Linked DNA regions of Mus musculus: all the other regions are linked to region 1. The links are chromatin contacts, called in public HiChIP or PLAC-seq and Micro-C maps. All regions are on one chromosome and are shown on one strand. Each heading gives the region's core, a stretch centred on a gene start, on an enhancer-like site or on the middle of the called end of the contact. The rest is flanking DNA. Distances are from core to core; before and after follow the strand shown.

The links. A called contact is a pair of places that touch in the nucleus more often than the background predicts. HiChIP or PLAC-seq counts read pairs in DNA pulled down with a chosen protein or histone mark.
Region 2: an H3K4me3 HiChIP or PLAC-seq map of bone marrow-derived macrophages shows a contact between it and region 1, with 3 times the contacts expected there. The contact joins the enhancer-like site here to the promoter of Rps6ka3 in region 1. A contact is called at or near these places in 6 of 484 Hi-C or Micro-C datasets (the G1E-ER4 cell line, the N1E-115 cell line, cerebellum and 2 more) and 3 of 115 datasets of contacts at active chromatin or transcription factors (bone marrow-derived macrophages, embryonic forebrain and large pre-B cells).
Region 3: a contact with region 1 is called in a Micro-C map of embryonic stem cells, with 5 times the contacts expected there. The contact joins the promoter of Sh3kbp1 here to the promoter of Rps6ka3 in region 1. A contact is called at or near these places in 3 of 39 promoter capture datasets (embryonic stem cells, erythroid cells and stem cell-derived epiblast-like cells), 3 of 484 Hi-C or Micro-C datasets (embryonic stem cells and pre-megakaryocyte-erythroid progenitors) and 1 of 115 datasets of contacts at active chromatin or transcription factors (microglia).

Annotation. Positions count from the first base shown.
Region 1 is chrX:159,254,426-159,257,125 of GRCm38.p6, reverse strand. Rps6ka3 (ribosomal protein S6 kinase polypeptide 3) reads right to left here and starts at 1,344. Exons shown (of 22, transcript NM_148945.2): 1 at 938-1,344. The coding sequence starts at 1,006.
Region 2 is chrX:158,939,865-158,942,564 of GRCm38.p6, reverse strand. No RefSeq gene overlaps it. Among named protein-coding and RNA genes, the nearest start is that of Rps6ka3, 310 kb to the left of the region's middle. Within about 2 kb of position 1,339, at least 13 of the 459 cell types and tissues checked have an H3K27ac peak or open chromatin away from gene starts, as enhancers often do. A contact at or near this core is called in the N1E-115 cell line and bone marrow-derived macrophages, where this site is marked.
Region 3 is chrX:159,625,822-159,628,521 of GRCm38.p6, reverse strand. It overlaps Sh3kbp1 (SH3-domain kinase binding protein 1), which reads right to left and starts at 1,250. Exons shown (of 18, transcript NM_001135727.2): 1 at 831-1,250. The coding sequence starts at 834.

The sequences.
Region 1 (2,700 bases), core at 95-2,594:
TTTCCACTCTGGAGAGGAGCGCTGATACCCTGGAATGGATCTTGTCTGCATTATTTTTTTAGATCGCCAGTTGATTCTGGGACAGTGGCGGCTGTGAAAAGCTCGGTGCTGGGATGTGTCCGCGGAAATTCTGTTTTGCCTTGTTTGGGTATACTGTTTGGGTTTCTGACACTGGGGTGGGTATCTCAGGGCCGATCATCAGATCCCGGGAGAGGAAAATCAGATAGCCCTTTTACAGCGTCCGCTGATCTCCTTGAATTTCACCCGCTCACCTCCATGGACAGGAAGCAAAAGTTATACTGGGGTCTTCCAACTCAGTGACCTCAAAACCTAGGAGTAGGGGACCTAAGGCGCTCCGTTTTTCTTTTGCAGCAGCGGCAGAGAGCGCTGCGGCAGACTGACCGGGGTGTGGGGGGATCCCTCAGTCCTGGACCCCTTACTCAAAACCCTCCCGGCTTGGCTCGCCCACCTTGCCCTGTGGGCGCCCGTCTCCCTGTAGCAAACCCCTCCGGCGGCCAGACTGAAGTCTTGGCTCCTGGTGAACCGAATCCAAAGTCTCTAAGATTCCGGAGAAGACCCTAGAGCCGGCAGGGCCAAACTTCCCAACTCCCCGCCGCCGGCTCCTGCTTTGCCTCCTGCTTCCCCCACGCAAAGTTGATTAAAACAGGCTCTTTGCAAAGCCTCAGCGCCCACTCCAAACCCCACGCGCCGCCACACCGGCACCCCCCAACCCCAAAAGCAGGGAGAGGCGAGGGTGCGGGAAGGAGACACAGACAGATCGGCAAAGCCCAACGACCCAAAGCAGAATCTCGCCCCGGGAACAAGATGTGAGCCGGCGGCGGAGGTGGTCTAAGGGGGGCAGCTCCGGGGAAGAGAGCTAGCGCCGGCGGGGGCGTGGGGAAGGGGCGCGCCTGCCCTGCCGCACGGCTGCACTCACCTCCGCGCTGTCGGAAGGGCTCTCCACAGCCATCTTCTGCCACGGGTCCGCCAGCTGCGCCAGCGGCATCTTTCCCCCCCTCCCCGGCCCGCCGCCGCCTTCACCGCCTCCTCCCTCCCCACCCGCCCCACAGCCGGCTCGGCTCCTTAGCCACTCGAGCTCCAAGGCAGAGCCGAGAAGCAGCAGCCGGGCAGCCGCGGCTCCCCCGAGAGCGAGCTCGACGCCGACGCCGACGCCGACCACCCGAACGCCCAGCGCCTAGCCACAGCCGCCCGCACTCCAAGCGAGAGCCTTGCGCCGCCGCCAGGCACCAGGGCTCGCCCCTTTCTTCCTCTCCTCCTTCCGCCGCCCGGACTACGGCTCCGCCCCCCGCCTCCCCTCCCCGCCGCTTCCCGCGCCCGATCCCAGCAGAACAGCGACGGCCGCGCGCTCCCCCACTTCCGCTCACAACATGGCGTCTAAGCGATACCTGTCTCTCTAGAGCGAGGCTGGGCGGCCTCCGCCACCACCGCGCGCACCCAGGGGCGGGGCCAGTGCCGGACACGCCCCCTGGCTGGCCGCTCGGCGCCGCCCCTTTTCCACCTCCTACCCCTTCCTCCTCCTCCTCCTCCTCCTCCTCCTCCTCCTCCTCCTCCTCCTCCTCCACCTCCTCTCTCTAGCCTCAGCTTCTGGGCCTCGCCTACTTTCAGGAAGGGCGAGCCCAAAAAATTTGGGGGCGTTGGCGGGAGATGGGGTGGGGAGAGAAATGGGCTCTGCGGGGCGGACGAGGTGCCTTTGACTGCCACGAGTCCTAACAGCTCGGAGACTAGTTGAGAATAGGAGAGCAGAGGGGTTCGCGCTCAGCTGGTGAAGCTGGGCAAGGCGCTGGGGGCGCAGTCCGGTGGTAGCAGCCCCAGGCGGAGGCAGGAGGTGTCTTTTCGGCCTTTCTCCTCCAGGGGTGCGCGTGGGCGCGCCTAGGCTATGGGCACATCCCCTCCTGGCCCAAGACTCTCCTCCTTCAGGGTCACAAGCTGGGTATTCATTCACCTGACCCCTTTTCTCCTGCTTGGACGGGGACTCAAGAGGCTTCTTTCCCGGGAGCTAGCCACACATACGTACGTTCGGCTCCCAATTTGATTCAAAGCTTTTCGAGTTGACTCTCGTGTTCAATGTTTAGTACTTTGGAAATTTTTCGTCCCACCCTACCTCCGCCCTAATAACCCTTCCCAAGTGCATAGAGCCCTCGAGTTTCGGCCCAGACTGTCACACTCCTCCCTTGCTACCTAAAGCTTAAAAGAAAACAGGTTCCTTAAGGTTGCCCTTCTTGGCAGAGATTAAGGAGTTAGTAAAAATATCTTCTAGGCAGGAGCGCGGGGTTCCTGCTTCTCCGTTGACTTTAAATAAAAGATTAGATTTTTTTTTTTAAATCAAGCTGGTCGTAGGCGGAGGAGAAAGGGAGGGGAGGTTGTGACTCCTCCTCCTGCCCGAGAAGAGGAAGCCCTAGGTTAAGGGAACCCAATCCTCAGTCGGCAACGGAGCCACAGAATTCTAAGAGTTCGAGAATTAATGGCTGGGCGCTCTGAGTGGATTCCGGGAAGGCTCAGTCCTGGGTTCTCGAGCCCGCTGCTTAGATGCGCTGAGTATGTCTGGGATGTGTAAAAGTCGCTGGGCTGAGTGGAAAGCTACTGCAGCCCCTGGCTAACCGCCCTGCATCGGAAAGAAACACACACACACACACACACACACACACACACACACACACACACACACACACACACACACAC
Region 2 (2,700 bases), core at 90-2,589, 310 kb after region 1:
CCCTTGGTCCTGTGGAGGATTGATGCTCCAGAGTAGGGGGATGCTAGAGGAGTGAGGCTGGAGTGGGTGAGTGAGTGGAGGAGCTCCCTTATAGAAGCTAAGGGGGGGAGGATGGGATGGGGGCTCTGGGGAGGGGAAACCGGGAAGGGGGACAATTTTTGAAATGTAAATAAATTAAATATCCAATTAAAAAAAGATATTTGTAGGCAAGCCTGGTAGTATAGGTACTTGGAAAGCCAAGATGGGGAGATTAAAAGTTCAATATCTGCCTGAACTACCCAATAAATAGGCAACTTATGGAGACCTTGTCTCAAAATAATAATTTACAAACATGGCTGGGATATAGTTTATTGGTAGAGCTCTTGGCTAGCATACTCAAGGTCCTAGGTTCCATTCATAGTGCCATCCCCAAAAAGTGTCATTTATAAATGTTGACTGGGATATGGGACTGGATGATTAGCTTTTGCATTTAGCCAAGTTAGTAGCATAAAAGTTGGAAGTAGAGGTTCTGGACTCATCCTGTTTGGGTTCAGAAATCTGTCTTTATGACTCAGCGACTATATTATCATCGGTGAGGTTTTTAATCGTGTTGAGGTGCTGACTCAACTTCCTCATTTGAACAAAAGAAATGATAATAGGGTTATTGGGAGAATTAGATGACGTCACTTGACATAGTAATGGTTCAAAAGTCATAAGCAAATACCTGACAATGACTTGCCTTCTGATCCCCATGAAGGGGTACAATACAGTATGGAAGGAGCTAGAGAAAATTGCTTTGAAAATGATTTAGGGGTTTACAGGATATAACTATCATTTTGCCACCTACTTGGGAAAGAAACGGGAGAATAGGAGGTGTGCAACTACCAAGCCAGCAGGACAAGATGGACTAATCAGAATATCATTGTGTTAGAAACAACAGTAATTAGGAAAGATGATCTCAAGAAAAGATATGCTCCTTTCTCTAAAAGCAAATAAAATGGTCAATAGCACTCATTTTGAAGGGTTTGGAACATCATGAATTATGGAATCTCAGCAGTTCAGTTAGTCATTACTTGGGACCTGCAGGCCATTTGAAACTAAAGTTCAGTACCAAACCTGATGGAAATTGAGGCTGAATCTGAATCAGGAATGAAGTCATTAATCAGGGTGACTTTGAATGTCCTATTATTTTATTAAGCTCAGAGGAGGTTAACAGTGAGTCAATTACTCTAAGATGTAAATATAAATCTCCAATGCATCCTGATTCACATTAGTTTTCAAGTGCTGTATTCAGTCTGCCTCTCCACATCAGGATTGAGCTGTGATTCAGAGGCAGCCTACTGATGACTCATCCTCTGTTACTGTTTGGATGGGTCACAACGCCCTGTGTGGGTTGACAAGGGGGCAGAGATGCCAGGACTTCCTTTAACATGACATCTCAGAACCCTAGGTACTAGAAACTAAGTCTCAGGATCCAGGTGAAGAACCTAACAAACCTTTTCCCTGGTGCCTAAAAGGACCCAACTTCCAGTTGTTCCCTGGAGGAGGTTTCTATGTGCTCAAAGGAGGCTCCTTAGAGATGTGGTGGCTTCCTAGGTAGCACAAGATGCTACCTCTAACCTAGCAAAACAGTCTTTTCTTTCTCAGGGTTTTCTGGTCTTTGATGTGATAGAAAGGGAAGTTCAAAACAAAGCACACTGAAAGGCATCCCTTACAAAGTGAAAAGTCTCACTTGCTGCCAAAACCCATCTTAACAAGTTCATGAACTAACAAAGCTTCTCTGGGAATTTTCCAGTTGACTCAGCTGCCATTTTGAAATTTATCTTTCAATTTCTCTCCTTTTGATCTCTCTTTGTTTCACTGGAGCCATTCTTTATACTCTACCAAGTACCTCTGTTCTCTGGGACCATAACCCTTCTGTCTATTCTGACAGCTTAACAACTGATTATAAGGCTCACCATTTGATTACACTCTAGGACAGTTTTCCTCTAGCATCCATACATACTGAGAATATCCCAGCCTTGGGGAGTTTTACATTCCTCCACAAGTCATGCATCTAGGTCAAATCAGTCATATCCACAGACAATCGAGACAAGAGGAATTTCCTGAATTTGAGTCACGAAGATCAAGTCCTTGACACATTTGGTTCAGCATTCAAATCAAGACCATCACAATATCTGCCTCCAGGAAACTAGATCTCAAATCTCAAAAAGAGAAAGTTTTTTTTTTTAATCATTTCCTGGTTCAATGGCCTTTGTAGTTGTCTTTCCAGTTTTTTTTTTTTTATTAGAGTCCAAATACTAGAGTCTGGGACATGGAAAACTACTTTGTATACCTCTATCCATATCTGTGCCTAGCAGAGCATCCAATCCACAACAGATTGTTGGTAAATTATTTTTGAGTTATCATAGAGAAATAATCTATCATCGAGGTAATATTTTGATAACATATTTTCCATCCTTGAAATAAAGCTGGCACTATATTTTATGTATTTACAGATTACTGGTCTAGGGCAGTGAAGGTCAGAAATGTATATTAAGGGAATTAATTATTGCTGCCTCACAATCCACCCTAAATGGTTTTTAAGATAGCAGTGGTGTATAATGCTTACAAGTCTACAGTTGGCTGAGGGTTGGCTGATCAAGGTGGGGCTGTGCTAGGGAGGCTTAGCTCTGTGTGTCTCATTGCTAGACATATCAGGATGAAAGAGGACAAAAGAGT
Region 3 (2,700 bases), core at 1-2,500, 370 kb before region 1:
GTCCTTTGCTCAGTAAAGTGCCAGTTCCCCTGGGCAGTAAGGTGGTTTCCACACTGTCAGGTCTATAATAAAAAGGATCCTGAAGAGCTAAGGTTAGCTGCCTACATGGAAATTATGCTTGCTAGGTGCATCAAAAACTGGATCACCATTTCCAGTTCCTGGCCCTGCAGACTGAGAGGAGGATATAGGAAGTAGCCTTTGAGTGTAACAGAGTGGAGAGGGGTTCGGCGTGGGGGAAGACAGAGTGAGAGGTGGAGGCACAAGTGGGGAACGCATGAAGAGCTCAGGACCCTGGGACAGCCCGCCATGCCCGGTACTGGGGCGTTTCCTAACCTCCCACCACCGGCATCATCAGGCAGTAAAGACAGTCTAACCCTCTCCCAGAGACCCCGACCTTCAAGGCTCTTCTCAGGCTGGCCCAAGAGCCCTGTACAGGGCCAGAGCCCACCAAATCCTGGTACCCGGGTCCACAGCGCCAGGGAGGGTGCACTTGGGTGGGAGAATGGCAAAGACAAAACTCTCCCCGCCCACCCGAAGAAGCCAACCACACCCCCTGACTCCCTCAACCCAAGCAGCCCCGGAGCTAGCCCCCGCGATTCTCTGCTCAGGCCCCCTCGGGTTCCAGTCCGTGCCGCGCGCGGGCTCCGCAGGGACACTAAAGCAAGTGAGAGTGAATGGGGGTGCGCAAGGCGAGGGAGGGCGCTCTGCGCGATGTCACTCTCCCGGCCCTGCTCCAGGGCGCCCTCCCCGGGTCCGCGGTCCCGGGATGGGCGCGCCAGTCGACCCCTACACACAGATGGGCTGAAGGTTCGAACGGCCCCTGCACTCACCCATTGGCGCCAAGACGAGCCGAGCCGCCGAAGCAGCGTGAAAGTTGGCGGAACCGGGCGTTGGGTTCGGAGCGCCGAGGTCGCGGCGCAGGGATCGGGGGCGCGAGCGTCGGGACGCGGCTGCTGCTGGGCCGGCTTCGTCCTCAGCGGCGGTGGTGGCAGCTCAGCGCCGCCCGCTACTGCCTCTGCTGCTGCTGCCGCTGCTACCCTGGGGCGACTCCTGCTGCTGCTGCTGCTGCATCGCGGCCCCACTGCACCCGGCTGCTCCGGGTTTCCTGCTCTCTGCGAGTGGAAATTGCGAAAAAAAAAAAAAAAGAAGAAGAAGAAGAAAAAAAAAGAAAGAAAGAAAAGAAAAGAAAAGAAAAAAAGCACCGCCCAGCCCAGTGCCCTGCAGCCGCCTCGGAGCCTGCTCTCCCCTCCTCCCCGCCGCGGCGAAGCTCAGCGGCTCCGCCCGCCCGAGAGGCGCGGCCGCCAGGCGGGGGCGGGGTCGAGGGGCGGGGCCCGAGCAGTGTCCAGCCCGACTCTGGGGCTCGTCCTCTGTCTGCGGGGCTCGGCCGCCCCCCTCACCTCTGGCTCTGTCCCGGCTGGAGCTCCGCAGAGGGTCGCCCCCTATCCGCCTAGGCTCGGCTCACGCCCCGGGAAATGCCGCGAGACTCCTCGAGACTGGAGGAGATTTAGGGGGTCCGTGGGGGTGGGGGCGTCGGAGTTGTGGGGCACGTGGAAAAGGTGGATCGAAGGCAGAACCCCGAGAAAGGAGGGCTGGGGGAGGGGAAGCCGGTGGCAGGTGAAGAGCGGGACACCTGCTGTTATTAACAGGTGACACCCCTTCCCTGCGGGGGGGGACATAGAGGAAGAAGGCTGCTAGCAGGGGGCTGTGGGAGGAAGGGGCCTTTGGCTGTGGCTTTGGAGTACTGGCAGACCAGGTGCGAGTTTGGAGCGTAGGAGGTGGTACTGGGCTAGAGGTGCCCAATGAGAAGGGCGCAGTCAGGCTGCTGAGCAGGTCCGCTGCTGGCCACCGCCCCTCCCAGGATTAGACCCTCCTTACACCTGACCCAGTGGTACCCGGACAAGGTGTGGGGCTCTGCTGCCTAGGAATGTTTCTAGGTCCAGAGACAAAGATTGGCTGGTTCTCCATCAGGCATCACTGTGCTCTATTGAGCCTCAAACCCGGATAGACAACAATTTTAAGTGGACACTAAAATGAAAATAGAAATCCATAGGAATTCCTGGGCAACTCAACGAGCTTCTTTTTTGGAGTCTATTCTCCACCACACCTTTCAGCCAAAGAGACTTGCCTGCGACCGCATTCATTGAGCAGTCTGTTGTTTCCTTTCCACTTTCCACCATCTGGTGGTAGGAAGAGATAGTGAGCTAGACTGGAGACAAAATAGGCAACAGGGAAAGTGAGACAAGAGAGAAATTAGATCATTGTCCCCTGCAAATGGAGGCTGGGGACTAGTGAACCCAGAGGTGACAAATAAAAGCTGACCCCATGCCCAATGGAGATCTGCCTTGCGTACCCGGTGAATAATAATAATGCAGCATTATTTGTATATTGGGTCAAAGCCTAAAATTTCTGTAGAAATATGTTGGAGGGTGGAGGGGGTATTTCAGTCATAAGGCTGAGGCATAGAAGATGGTGCTGTTAATGAGTTCTGGCTTAAAGGCTAGCCTGGGACACAGGATGATCCTGATGAGTAAGGGGGAGGGAAGAGGAGAGACTTGCAGGCAGGGCTTTAAAAAGAAGAGTAACAGCAGCATCCTTCTCTAGACACTGGTCATGTGTGTCACAGCAACCTAGACGAATCAAGATACAGAAGGCTCATCCCTACAGTGGCCCTGCTTGTTACGTGCCTTGACGCATCCACAT